Linked DNA regions of Mus musculus: regions 2 and 3 are each linked to region 1. Evidence: chromatin contacts called from public ChIA-PET and Hi-C data. All regions are on one chromosome and are shown on one strand. The core of a region is the stretch at or near the end of the contact, and the rest is flanking DNA. Distances in the headings are between cores, read along the strand shown.

Region 1 (4,034 bases), core at 1,535-4,034:
GGCCAGCAGCCACAGGTGCCCAAATGCTTTCTTACTACATCACTCAGAGAAGTAGAGTTCTTTCCTGAAAGTGATCGGAAAGTATTTCTTCTCAGCCTTATCTAATCAACCTAGTACCAACTTGGGTCAAATCTCCTGCCAGACTACTAATCAGCTAGCCTGTAGGAACATGTGCTGCTGAGCTGTCATCTCCAACTGCTAATTAACCTAGTGGGCCAGTGAGGTTCAGTCTTTGGGTCTGATTTCATAATTTCCTGATTCCCAGACCTACTCGCTCCGTTCTCCTTCTGTCTTAACCATGGGCTTTCTGGGTAATCTCGAATCAGCCACCTAACAATTTTTGCTCTGTCCTCTATGGAAATAGGTCTTTGTGTAGACTCCCCCTTTTTACCAACCATTATTTTGAAGTAAAAATAGATAAACTCTCCCTGGTTCTACAAATCTGTGCTAGCATGCTGCGTAATGAGGGACTGTTGTGTCTTAAGCCTCCTTTTGAAGACAGAAACAGATCTTTCAGGTGAGCGAGAGAGGAGCAGGTGATCAGCTGAAGTCACGCAACAGTGTTCCAGGAACTCTAGCAAGGCGGTGCTCAGCTTGTACTTAAACTGGTCCTAACCAGACTAGAGAAGCCAGCAAAAAGGCAGGAAATGGCTTCTGTTGATTTCAGCAGCAGCTTAACTCAATGTGCCAGGCAGCTGTGTCTCTCATTGGCCACAGCTGCTGCGAGCAGCAGGATGAGGGTTGACCTATATCTGTCCTCTGTAGGTCAACCCCCGAATTTGTTTGTAGAAGCTTCAGTCTTCTAGAACGCCAAGTTTCGCTTAGTACCTACCACAGTACCCTGATTTTATCAGGAAGTGAGATAGCCCACACCTGTGAAGAGCTGACATCTGCGGGCTTCCCCAGCTCTAACTTCTCTTGCTTTGTCTCTCACTGCCCCTCCCTCCTGTTAGCCTCTTGCTCCTTGTTTTTTGTTCGCCACCCTGCTTCCATCATCCTCTGGGTGAGAGGGGCCGCGATGGTCACAGCTGTGTGCCTTCTTGCAATCACGATGATGCTAGTGCTTGTCTTTACGGTTCCAAGTTCCATCTTTCAGTTGCAGCCATCATCCCACGTGTGTGCCTGTGCCACCACAGGTTTTAGGATGTGTCAGTTGCTCTTTTCAGCTGCAGCTGTAAACAGAATTGTCTGTTGGATACATGCCTTCAACACCTTAGTGCCCGAGTTTCTACACGGTAATAGCTTCTTCACTGTTTTTCATGGCTAAGAAATTTGGAAAAGATAGACTGTAAGTCTTTCTCCTAGATTAGAAAGCCATCTATTTGATTGTTTTTATTTTCAAAGCCAACATCCAAATGTGATAACGCCTCTTGTCCTTTGCCTTAGAGTGGGGTCAATAGGAGCATGCTGTCCCAGGTCTCAGTTGGTAGACATGTTTCTTTATGCTTATGGCACAATGTGAAAGGAATCCTAGTCAGTCGCATGAAAGCATCGGGACTCTGTAGGCCTCTCCCTCTTTGTAGCACAGGTATTGTTTCCTGTGATGATTTCTTCACTGGCTCTTTATAATAAATAACAAAGACGCAGCTCGGGTGGTGGGAACTCGGGGCCCTGTGTACACTAGGTCCGGCACAGAAATTTGAGATAGGAAAGGCCTATTAAACCATCTCAGTGGTTCTCTGAGGGCACATGGTGGTTTTGCCCTCCCCAGAACGCCTGGCTACTTTTTAGTGCATTTTCCAATTGCAAATAGTACAAGAGAAAGGGATTCTGGCTCCCCAGGGGACAAGCGCTGCACAGTCAATAATAGACCCTCCATTACAGCGTGTGACCTGCTCTGCCACCTTAATCGTCTCCATGTTGAGTTTCATTTCCATCACTCCTTCTCTGTCCCCTCGGACCACACTAAATAACTTCCCTCCATCCACGCTGTTTATGCCCTTCAAGTACTCTTGGCCGTGGCCTACGAGCCAGTCCTGGATGGTTAGCCCCTGGTGGACATGCTGAGAGACTCTCTTCTTTCATCTGCCTCTGGAAGGCAGTCCCTTCGGCCTTATAAATCGTGCTCGTTGCTTTTCAGTGAATGCCCACCAGTTTCTCAATATTTGGTCTCATTTCTTTTTCACTCCAACCGCTCGTGAAAATCCCTTTGCTGTTTCTGTTGACAGAAGTAGTAGAATCCCAGCTTTCTGAAAGCAGGCCAGAGCTTTTGAGCCCCGGAGAGTATCATAGCTCAGGGCCTTTGAGTCCCTTACTTGCTGAGCTAATGGGAGTTTGGTGTGTGCTTAGAGACAGGAGCGCTTGATGCGTGTCTCGTCAGGCCAGCCCTTGTTTTGGTGGCACATTGATAACTCTCGTTAGTTGTTTAAATCATAGTTCGCTGCCCACATAAATGTCTGGTTGAAAAAAAAAAAAAGCCTCCCTGGACGCCCTCAGAAAACTGCCAACATCTTTTCTCTTATTAATCCTGTTTACGGAGGCTCGATTGGCAGGCATCAGCTTTATCTGGTACCTCCTCCGCTAACGGGGAGCAGTTCCTTCCCAGTGAGGCAGAACAAGCCCTTTACCTTGAAAGAGCAGGAGTGGTACAAGCACACGCAGGAGGCAAGCAGAGTTGTTTGGGAACACCAGTGTGTTAATGGTATGCAGCCTGTTTCCTCTGCAGCCCTCTCTTCCACATCTAAAGCGCTGGACTTAATGCGGCCTGCTTTAATATGCTCAGTGTTGATGTTTGAACAATAACGATAACACCAGCGTGGGCTTACAAACTGTTTCCTAACTGCGTCATCCTATTTAACAGTTGATACCAGGATGGAAGCGGGGATTATCTTTACTTACCAGGGAGGCTTAGAGAGGTTTTGTTATCAGTTTCACAAATAGCCAATAAATTCCCCTTGAGTCCTTTTGGTTCCCCTACTGAGATGTTTTCTGAGCAATTTGTGAAGAGCAACAACTAACTGCATATTGGTTGCTAATGTCCCTGAAATGCAGAGGTTGGTGTGTTTTTCTGGGCTCTTCACTGGGAAAAAAAAAAATGGAGCAATCTAGATATAAGCCAAGTTTAATATGGGCTCTGGTATTTATCAATAGAATTATTTTAGCTGTTATTTGATGACAGGAAGAGTATACTAAATTTATAAGGCATAACCCTTTATCTCTTTCTAAACAATAATGTCATATTATTGGCCAGGACTGAAAGTGAGCATATCTCTTTAAATACCAGTTGAGACCCTAAGGCTGTCTGCCTTCTCTGCAAACCTAGTGAGATTATATACACCTAAGATAAGAAAGCACGGAGGTGTATTTCAACAATTCCTGAAAACATGATTTAAGGAAACAAACTATCTACTTTTATGTTTGAATAATATACCAAGCAGAAATGTAATTTAACACCCATATGTGGTAAGAGAAGCACAATATTCTAGAGTCATGCTGCTAGCCAGACAAAGAAGGACATTTCAGTTATATTCACCCAGTGCTTATCAGTATTTTAAACTTGGAACAAACGCACTTACACCAGAGAACAGGGCCTTACCAAATCGGGCTTCTGTTTTAAGGTGGAAGCCTAAGCAACACTCAAGTAACAGACTCTTCGACTCCAGCATTTAGAACAAAAGTGTGGCCTGGCTGGAGCAGGCAGCTTGCATAGGTCCCCATCTCTCGTCAACACAGACACAAGGGAAGGTCGTCCTGCATCAGCTTGTGGACTCCTGTGGTCTCACACTTTGTGGTTGGGCTCTGGTCTCACTGGATGGTACCTGTAACTTCTTAGGAAGAGACAGTGAAGCAACCGCATCCTTAAAGACCGCAGCTGTGGTTTATAATACTCATTATTTAATTGTTTAAAAAGGAAAACCCTATTGCTCTTTTCTTGTAATTATATAATAATATATGATAAAGTACATGTTTATTGTGACTAAATTTAGAAAGATAATAGCAAACTCCAGTAATTTTCTTGCAGAAGTAATAGATATGATAAACTTTCTAAGCTTCACCAATGCATCGAAATATTTTATACATATGTAACATATACA
Region 2 (3,875 bases), core at 769-3,268, 140 kb before region 1:
TACCTGAAGGCCCACAGTTGGCAACAGGGCCAGAAGTGATTGACAACAGCATGTTTGAACAGTGAGGTCACATTTCCACTGTTGTCCATCCTGGTAAGATGACTCAACCTCAGTGTTTATAATCTGGACCTCAGTGTACACATTCAGGAACCATTCAAATGTCTGTGCCAGAGGACCTGCCCTTTTTCTTAGCAATGGTTTTGATGTAGGTGTCTAGATTTTCTCTTTATTTCTGAAGCTGTCTTGCTGCTTCCTGTGAAATCACTTCCATCCTTCTCCGTTATGTCCCCTCTGCCCTGTCTCAGCCCTGACACTTGCCCTCCATCACTGCCTACTGAAGACACTTACTTGCTCCAGTTCTCAGTGTCACTTTTAAGAATGAATAAATCTGATGTATTAGCTTTTTGCCTGTAAAATATGAAGTCATATTCCCAGTATTCCTTTCCCAGTTCCAAAAACACATCTTTTTTCAAATATACTTTAATTGACTAAAACCCTGAATTCTGTTCCCTGTTGTTCATATTCTGCCTCTGACCACTTTGTTCTTTATGTAGCTGTTTTCCTGCACTAGCCATAGTCTTCATCTGGCCTCGGGATCTTTCTCTCAAAATGTTCTTTAGTTCCTAGTATAATGTTCCGATCCTGAATACTAATGATATTTAGTTAAACCACACTATTGCTAATTTAGAAAAAGTTCCAATTTAGGTTAAATTTATGTTTCTGATATTTTCTTATTAAAGTACTTATGAAAATGATTTTAATAAGTACAATAATTTTTGTAACAATACTAAAGCCCTGAAACTGCTTTTTAATATTGCTTTAATACTAACATGCCCTTATTTCAGTTGCACCTTTAAACCTTTCTGGAGCTCCATTTCTATGTCAGGTGCTACCTTAGGCCTATAGTGAGGATTATAAGTTCATGTGACCTTAAGAAACTCACATTTTTGTTCTAAACATTAATTTGTAAAATACATGTGTTTAATAAATATGTATTGAACTCCAGTTCTATGGTAAGAATTAGATCAAGGCATAGGGATATAGGTATAGTGAGCCAGACAAAAAGGAAAAGGATAAAAAAAAGTCCCTGCCTCCATCTTTACATGGCTTTCCATGTCTCAAGGAGACAGATCACTAACCAGCAGTAAAAATGTAGAATCTGTGTAACTTACCGGAAGAGCAACCCAGACAGATAACAGGTTAGCTTTACTCTTAAAAGACAGGGCAGTAAAAGGGGGTTTCTAGCTAAAGGAAGACCTGGAATTCTTTCAAGCTTATTGGCTCAGCACATAAGTATCTGAACTGTTGAAAATAAACACCCTCCAGCAAACCACAGAAATGAGTATTCTTTTCATATTTAGTATCTTTGGGATTTTTTTCCTTGGACTACACTTACTAATTGTTAGTCAAGGAACTAACTGTCATGCATATGAAAATGCTGGAGTCTATGGTACTTTGGGGCATGCTTTTATGTTGGAGTCACATTAGAACCCAGACATAGTAGCCGTGACTGATGGGCTAGGACATGGGGTTGGATGGAAAAGCACTGCAAATAAGCAGCAAAAGCTACTTGCCCATTTTTCTCCCAGGATATATACACGTTAATCCAATCAATTAAAAATATATATTGACACAAGTTACTGTTTCTCCCAGGCATGCACAGTAGCATACTATTTGTTTCTTAAATCTGCAGTCCAGCAGTTTATATTAGGAAATAAAAATTTTATTGTTTGACATTGAAGTTTGTCTGATTAATAAGCTAATATTACCTCAAATTTCAAACTTTCTTATAAAAAAAAAAAAACCATGAGATTTCATGCACCTCAGAAATAGTATACCAGGTACAAGTCTAGAGGGCACTTGATGTTACCCTTGTAATAAAAGAATTCCAGAGCCTTCTAATGTCTATGTCTATAACTACTTCTTGTTGAATTATTATCCTGAATGTTGCATGTGCTGGCTTGATTGAACATGCAGCCTTCTTTAGGAAATCAATAGGTTCTCCAGTTTTTGGTTTTGGTTTTGTTTTCTCCTGATACTGTGACTGGCTAGCACTGGGACTAAACACAGTTCTTCACTTAAACACAAAGGTATTGTTGCTCTAAAAATTAGCCCCATATTTTATTCTCCAACAACTGTGCCTTTGGTCATTTGTATAAGATGTGGATGGTTCGTGCTAAGTCACAGTGCTCGTTTATCTGAGACTGTAAGATCCTGCCATGGTCCAGCTGCAGATCTAGATGTTGGTGACACTGGTGAGCTCAGCAGAAGCCCTCACCTTCTCCAGTGAGGTTTCCATCCTACTCATTCCTGTAGCCTCCAGCCTGGGGAAAGGCAGACCCTCAAAACAAGCCCAGTCTTTTGAAATTTTTCTACCCAGGAGATGCCATGAGGGTGTGGCCCCAAAGACAATTTCTACTATGTTTTGTGAATGTGAGCATTCCAAGAAATTAAGTTCTTAGCTTAAAATAGGCTTAAACATTATGCATTCCTAAGCTCGTTTACTTTGGTCTCAAGTGTGGAAATGCCTGAAAGCAGCATTTTTATACAGTTTGATGAACATCTTTCAAGGAATCCTCCATGGCTGGCATGGCTTCTGTAGCCCACTAAGCAGCTCCAGGCCACACTGGCCTCAGCAGCCAGCACCACTTCACAGCACTGAAGTTTATACTTCGGGCTAAATGCTTTTCCTTATGACTTTAATCCTCAAAGCAGCTTTTGAGGTAGACACTGCTGTTATGCATATTCTATAAGAAGGTGCTGAAAAGACCTAGCTCGCCCTGCGTTGCAGCAGTGTAAGAAGTGAGGCTGTGATGAGACCTGAGCATTCTGGCTCTGGCTCTACCCACCGCCTCTCACTCCTGTATACTTCTGGGCCTTTTCATGGCTTGACACTACATTCCATTAGATATATAAATACCAGCCTCTTCCCCTCACCACACCTTCTTTTTCATTATGAATTTCCCTCTTACTATAAAGCTGTTCTTAGAAATGTATTTTTATTTTTGGTTGCAATCTCAGAAGGTAAGAGACTTTGAACTCATTTTGATTGGGTCCTATATTCTGTTTACGTAGTTGTTTACTTATTTTCTGTTTCGTTTACCTAGTACTCTTATAATAAGTTTAGCAAATTTAAGTGAAAATTTATCATTGGCTACAAAACTACATTTTTCCGTACCTCAGGAAACAGTGGAATAGCCTTTCTGAAACAGTGAGAGCCTTTGTCTCTGTGAAGAAAATGGATACAACCTCCGCCCTGATCTTTTAGAAGAGATTTCCTAAATTCTCACCAGATGTATTAGAAGGGTACTCTGGGTTGAATCTCCCCAGTTCTCCTGTGTGTGGTTTGCTTTCTGCAATATCATCCCTGGACCACCACTTCTTCCCATGAGCTTATGCTCTCTTCTCCCCTCGTCTAGTCGGCTCTTCTCCATAATCAATAGTTTATAGTGTACAGACTTTGTATGCAACTTATTGACCTACTAGCAAGTTGGCTGCAACTAATGACATTCATTGTAGAATATCCCTTTTGTTCCATAAAGAATAAAGGAAGATGAAGAAAAGCAGATGAGGTACATGGAAATAAATTTGTATAAAGGAAGTTGCATGTCCATGATAACTTAGCATGTTCTTTATGGCCGCAAAATAAAATCAGAAGAGGGTGAGGAAATTGGCCTAATAGATATAGCTGGGACTAGAGAGACTGAAACTTGGTACCAATTATAGGGGTAGCGAATGAAGGTGATAGAGACTAGGAGGCAGGTTTGGGAGAGACTGCTAATGAACTGAAAAGAAAGCACAGTGCATGGTGATTCACTGCCATTGTGAACATGCACAGAAGCAGGGCTAGTTCTGCCGAGAGATAAGGAGGGACT
Region 3 (3,821 bases), core at 1,298-3,797, 210 kb before region 1:
CTAGGTTTTCCAGTTTTAAGAAGTTGTTTAACAGTCCCAGGTGTTAGTATGGAACTGAATTAATTAATGCACAGAAAATACTTAGAGTATTCTGTAAGTAATGTGGTACTATCACCGTGTACAGAGCACTAATGTTCCAGGTTCTTTGCCGTGCATGAAGCAACTTTGGACTTAACCTGGGCAATCCGGTGCCAGAGCCTATCTTTTTAGCATCTGTACTGTTGCAGTTCTGAAATACTACACTGTCAGCATTTCATTTTTCAAGCTGTTTGTTTAGTTGATATAGAAGAAGAAGCATATGAAGTTGTGACGCACTGTTGACAATATGGCGACTGTAAATAATAATAAAATCCCACACATGTCAGCGAGCTGGAAGAAAGGGTTTCAGTGTTTTCACTGTGTCCTCAGTTTTAACCTAAGCCGTTAGTGATGGTGCAAGGGTCCAGGATTCAATGAAGAATGATATCCCAGACTCAAATAGTATATAAAGGCAAAGAGTAATTTATCCTGCAGAAATCTACCATGCTGGGGTCTCTCAATCCAAGATGGAGACCACAAAGTGAGGGATTTAAAGCACATTAGGGAAATTCTGGAGTAGGTGACCTTTATCTTGCTCCATCTCTAGGGACATTCCAGAACTGAGTGGGGGCTGGAAACTGCTGCTGGGGAAGTCTGGAAACTGCTGCTGACCCACTGTCCTTGCCTCAGGTCAGGTGGTGGGCAGCTTCTGGTAGCTGGGCAGTTTCTGACTAGCTGCCTGAAGCCTGGGTTCTTTTTTTCTAGTAACTGACTTGCCTGGGCTTTCCTGGACTTGCCACGTTCTTAGGCATAGTCTCCTTGACTGCCAATTTGAAGCCTGTTGTGGAACCAGCCCAGCCTTCTCAATAGTTTAAGGCAAAAAGAAAAAGCCATACATAGCAGCCTTATTTATAATAGCCAGAAGCTGGAAAGAACCCAGATGCCCCTCAACAGAGGAATGGATACAGAAAATGTGGTACATTTACACAACGGAGTACTACTTAGCTATTAAAAAAAATGGATTTATGAAATTCCTAGGCAAATGGTTGGACCTGGAGGGCATTGTCCTGAATGAGGTAACCCAATCACAAAAGAACTCACATGATATGTACTCACTGATAAGTGGATATTAGCCCAGAAACTTAGGATACCCAAGATATAAGATACAATTTGTGAAACACATGAAACTCAAGAGGAGTGAAGACCAAAATGTAGACACTTTGCCCCTTCTTAGAATTGGGAACAAAACACCCATGGAAGGAGTTACAAAGTTTGGAGCTGAGACAAAAGGATGGACCATCTAGAGACTGCCATATCCAGGGATCCATCCCATAATCAGCCTCCAAACGCTGACACCATTGCATACACTAGCAAGATTTTGCTAAAAGGACCCTGATATAGCTGTCTCTTGTGAGACTATGCCGGGGCCTAGCAAACACAGAAGTGGATGCTCACAGTCAGCTATTGGATGGATCACAGGGCCCCCAGTGGAGGAGCTAGAGAAAGTATCCAAGGAGCTAAAGGGATCTGCAACCCTATAGGTGGAACAACATTATGAACTAACCAGTACCCCGGAGCTCTTGACTCTAGCTGCATATATATCAAAAGATGGCCTGGAAAGAGAGGCCCATTGGACTTGCAATCTTTGTATGCCCCAGTACAGGGGAACGCCAGGGCCAAAAAGTGGAAGTGGGTGGGTAGGGGAGTGGGGGGGTATGGGGGACTTTTGGGATAGCATTGGAAATGTAAATGAGGAAAATACCTAATAAAAATATTTTAAAAAAAGAAAAAGCCAAAAAACAGAAACAACAACAACAACAAAAAAAACCCCTGAGAACATTAAATTGTGTACTTTACCTTTTAAACATGAATGTACTTTCTTTTAAATAAAGGAGAATTTGGCATTTTATCACTGTTTATTAAGTTTGGATCCTAATTTGGCTACCTCACTGTTTATTCTCCGATATTTTAAATAACTAAAATATTTTTAAATTATTATATAGAACTAACCTCCTGGAAGTTGAAGGCTCATAGTAGTATTGTTTTTGTAGTAAAATATCATTAGCATTCACAGACTTAATCGACTTAACTGATAAAAATTCTAACCATTACTAGGAATTATTGTATTACCATTAAAATTTATAAAGACAAACTTTAAAATTTTTTTTATTGTGGTAAACTACCTGTTTTGTCATGTCACTCTATAGCAGTCTCTTTATGTAATATTTACTTTAATCTCAGGGCATACCATATGAAAATACTTTGAAAAGATAAGTTCAGTGGTATATTTTTTCATAGTTTTATTGTTAACAGGGTACCATATTCACATATTTTGGAATATGTACTAGTTACTTTTCTGCTGTGAGAAAATACTACAGCCAAAAGCAACTTGTAAGAGAGAGTTTATTTGGGCTCATATTTCCAGAGGACTAGATGTCCATAACAGCAGGGAAGGAAGGTACGGTATCCTGAGGCCAGGTCAGGAGGCTGAGGGATCAGAGCAGGAAGCAAGGAGAGAGAACTGGAAGACGGCTGAAGCTGTGAAGCTGGCCCGGCAAGACTCCCTCCAGCAAAGCTCCAGGTCCATAACTTCCATAACTTCCCCAAGCAGTGCCACCTACTGGGGATCAGTGAACCTGCAGGTAAACTTTCACTAAAAACGGCCAATAGATATTCACCTAAGATTTTTAAATTAGTATCTGAACCAGAAACATTATAGGAGCAAAAAATGATTGGTTTTGTTTTCTTATCCTCTGGCTTCTCAGTGAGAAAGTCTATGACTGAGAAACAATCCCCTGCCAGTATGGACTGTTTAGAATTGGTTACAGTATCTCCTTAGAGCCTCTATGACCAGTTTCTAAAGAGGCCACAGTCAGTTACACTGTTAAATCTGAAAATGGTGCCCCTTTCCTTTCCTTTTCCACCTGAGAATACCTTCTCCTTTCGGCTAGTACTTCTATTTAATGGTCACTTGAAATTTCAGGTCCAGGACAGCCAAGGCACTTTACTTGATAACAGGAGTATTTAGAGTAGTCACGTACAACTAAATTAGTTCATGTTTATGGAAAGCTTTTTTCTTTACTAGGACTTCTGAAGCTTTTGCTCTCTTTAGATTGTAGAGCATGTAGACTAAGCATAAAGTGAGGGGTGGGGTTAGTAGAAAAACATGCTTTCCCTTGTGTACCCAGAATTCACAGCAGAAGGCTAGAGCTCATTCAGTAATGAAGTTGAAGTAATCCTCCAGGTACTCCATCTACACAAAAACAAATTGCAGTTTCCCTTTGCATCACTGGGTGGCGATTTTTCACAGTCTTGAGCTACTGTTTAAAAAGCTAGCAAGCAAGGCACTGTTTGTAATTACCAAGGCCTTCTTCTGTTATGACACATTTAATTGTGCTTTTAACACATTATCTTTAAGTTGATTACAAATTTACTAGTGTAATGTGCAACCTTGTAGTTATTTTAAATTAGGAAAGGGTTTTGCAGGGTTGGCAGATAATTCTATCCAATACCAAGACAAAGGCATGCATTAGCTTATTATGTTAAAGCAAAAATAGAATATAAAATGAAAAGAAGTAATGTAGATTATTGTTCTTGCTCCAGTAATATTGTTGACCAGATATTGAGTATAATTTTAGAGGAGTGAGAATGAAATTGGGCAAGTAAACTATCACAGAGACAAAAAGAATTGTATGACAGTACGGCTGAACCCATTTCGTTCTTCAGTATATGCAGGCACTTAAAGTAGGACACAATAACTCTAAGCTTCTTTTAAATTAAAACTAATTTAGTAATTCATAGTA

The links. ChIA-PET counts read pairs in DNA pulled down with a chosen protein or histone mark. Hi-C and Micro-C count contacts between places; a contact is called where the count stands out from the background.
Region 2: a Hi-C map of the G1E-ER4 cell line shows a contact between it and region 1, with 2.2 times the contacts expected there. The contact joins two enhancer-like sites. A contact is called at or near these places in 7 of 484 Hi-C or Micro-C datasets (the CH12 cell line, the G1E-ER4 cell line, cerebral cortex and 1 more), 3 of 115 datasets of contacts at active chromatin or transcription factors (the SCID.adh cell line, bone marrow-derived macrophages and double positive thymocytes) and 1 of 9 other capture datasets (embryonic stem cells).
Region 3: a contact with region 1 is called in an SMC1A ChIA-PET map of the G1E-ER4 cell line, with 10 read pairs. The contact joins two enhancer-like sites. A contact is called at or near these places in 1 of 15 datasets of contacts at CTCF or cohesin (the G1E-ER4 cell line), 14 of 484 Hi-C or Micro-C datasets (B cells, CD4 T cells, the G1E-ER4 cell line and 8 more), 5 of 115 datasets of contacts at active chromatin or transcription factors (bone marrow-derived macrophages, double positive thymocytes, embryonic basal ganglia and 2 more) and 4 of 9 other capture datasets (adipose tissue, embryonic stem cells, liver and 1 more).

Annotation. Positions count from the first base shown.
Region 1 is chr6:8,484,922-8,488,955 of GRCm38.p6, forward strand. No RefSeq gene overlaps it. Among named protein-coding and RNA genes, the nearest start is that of Gm26075, 14 kb to the right of the region's middle. Within about 2 kb of position 2,785, at least 25 of the 459 cell types and tissues checked have an H3K27ac peak or open chromatin away from gene starts, as enhancers often do. A contact at or near this core is called in the G1E-ER4 cell line and pancreatic islet, where this site is marked.
Region 2 is chr6:8,347,238-8,351,112 of GRCm38.p6, forward strand. All of the region lies in intron 2 of Umad1 (UMAP1-MVP12 associated (UMA) domain containing 1), which reads left to right. Among named protein-coding and RNA genes, the nearest start is that of Gm46952, 3.6 kb to the left of the region's middle. Within about 2 kb of position 2,019, at least 20 of the 459 cell types and tissues checked have an H3K27ac peak or open chromatin away from gene starts, as enhancers often do. A contact at or near this core is called in the G1E-ER4 cell line, where this site is marked.
Region 3 is chr6:8,271,999-8,275,819 of GRCm38.p6, forward strand. All of the region lies in intron 2 of Umad1 (UMAP1-MVP12 associated (UMA) domain containing 1), which reads left to right. Among named protein-coding and RNA genes, the nearest start is that of Umad1, 15 kb to the left of the region's middle. Within about 2 kb of position 2,548, at least 69 of the 459 cell types and tissues checked have an H3K27ac peak or open chromatin away from gene starts, as enhancers often do. A contact at or near this core is called in the G1E-ER4 cell line and pancreatic islet, where this site is marked.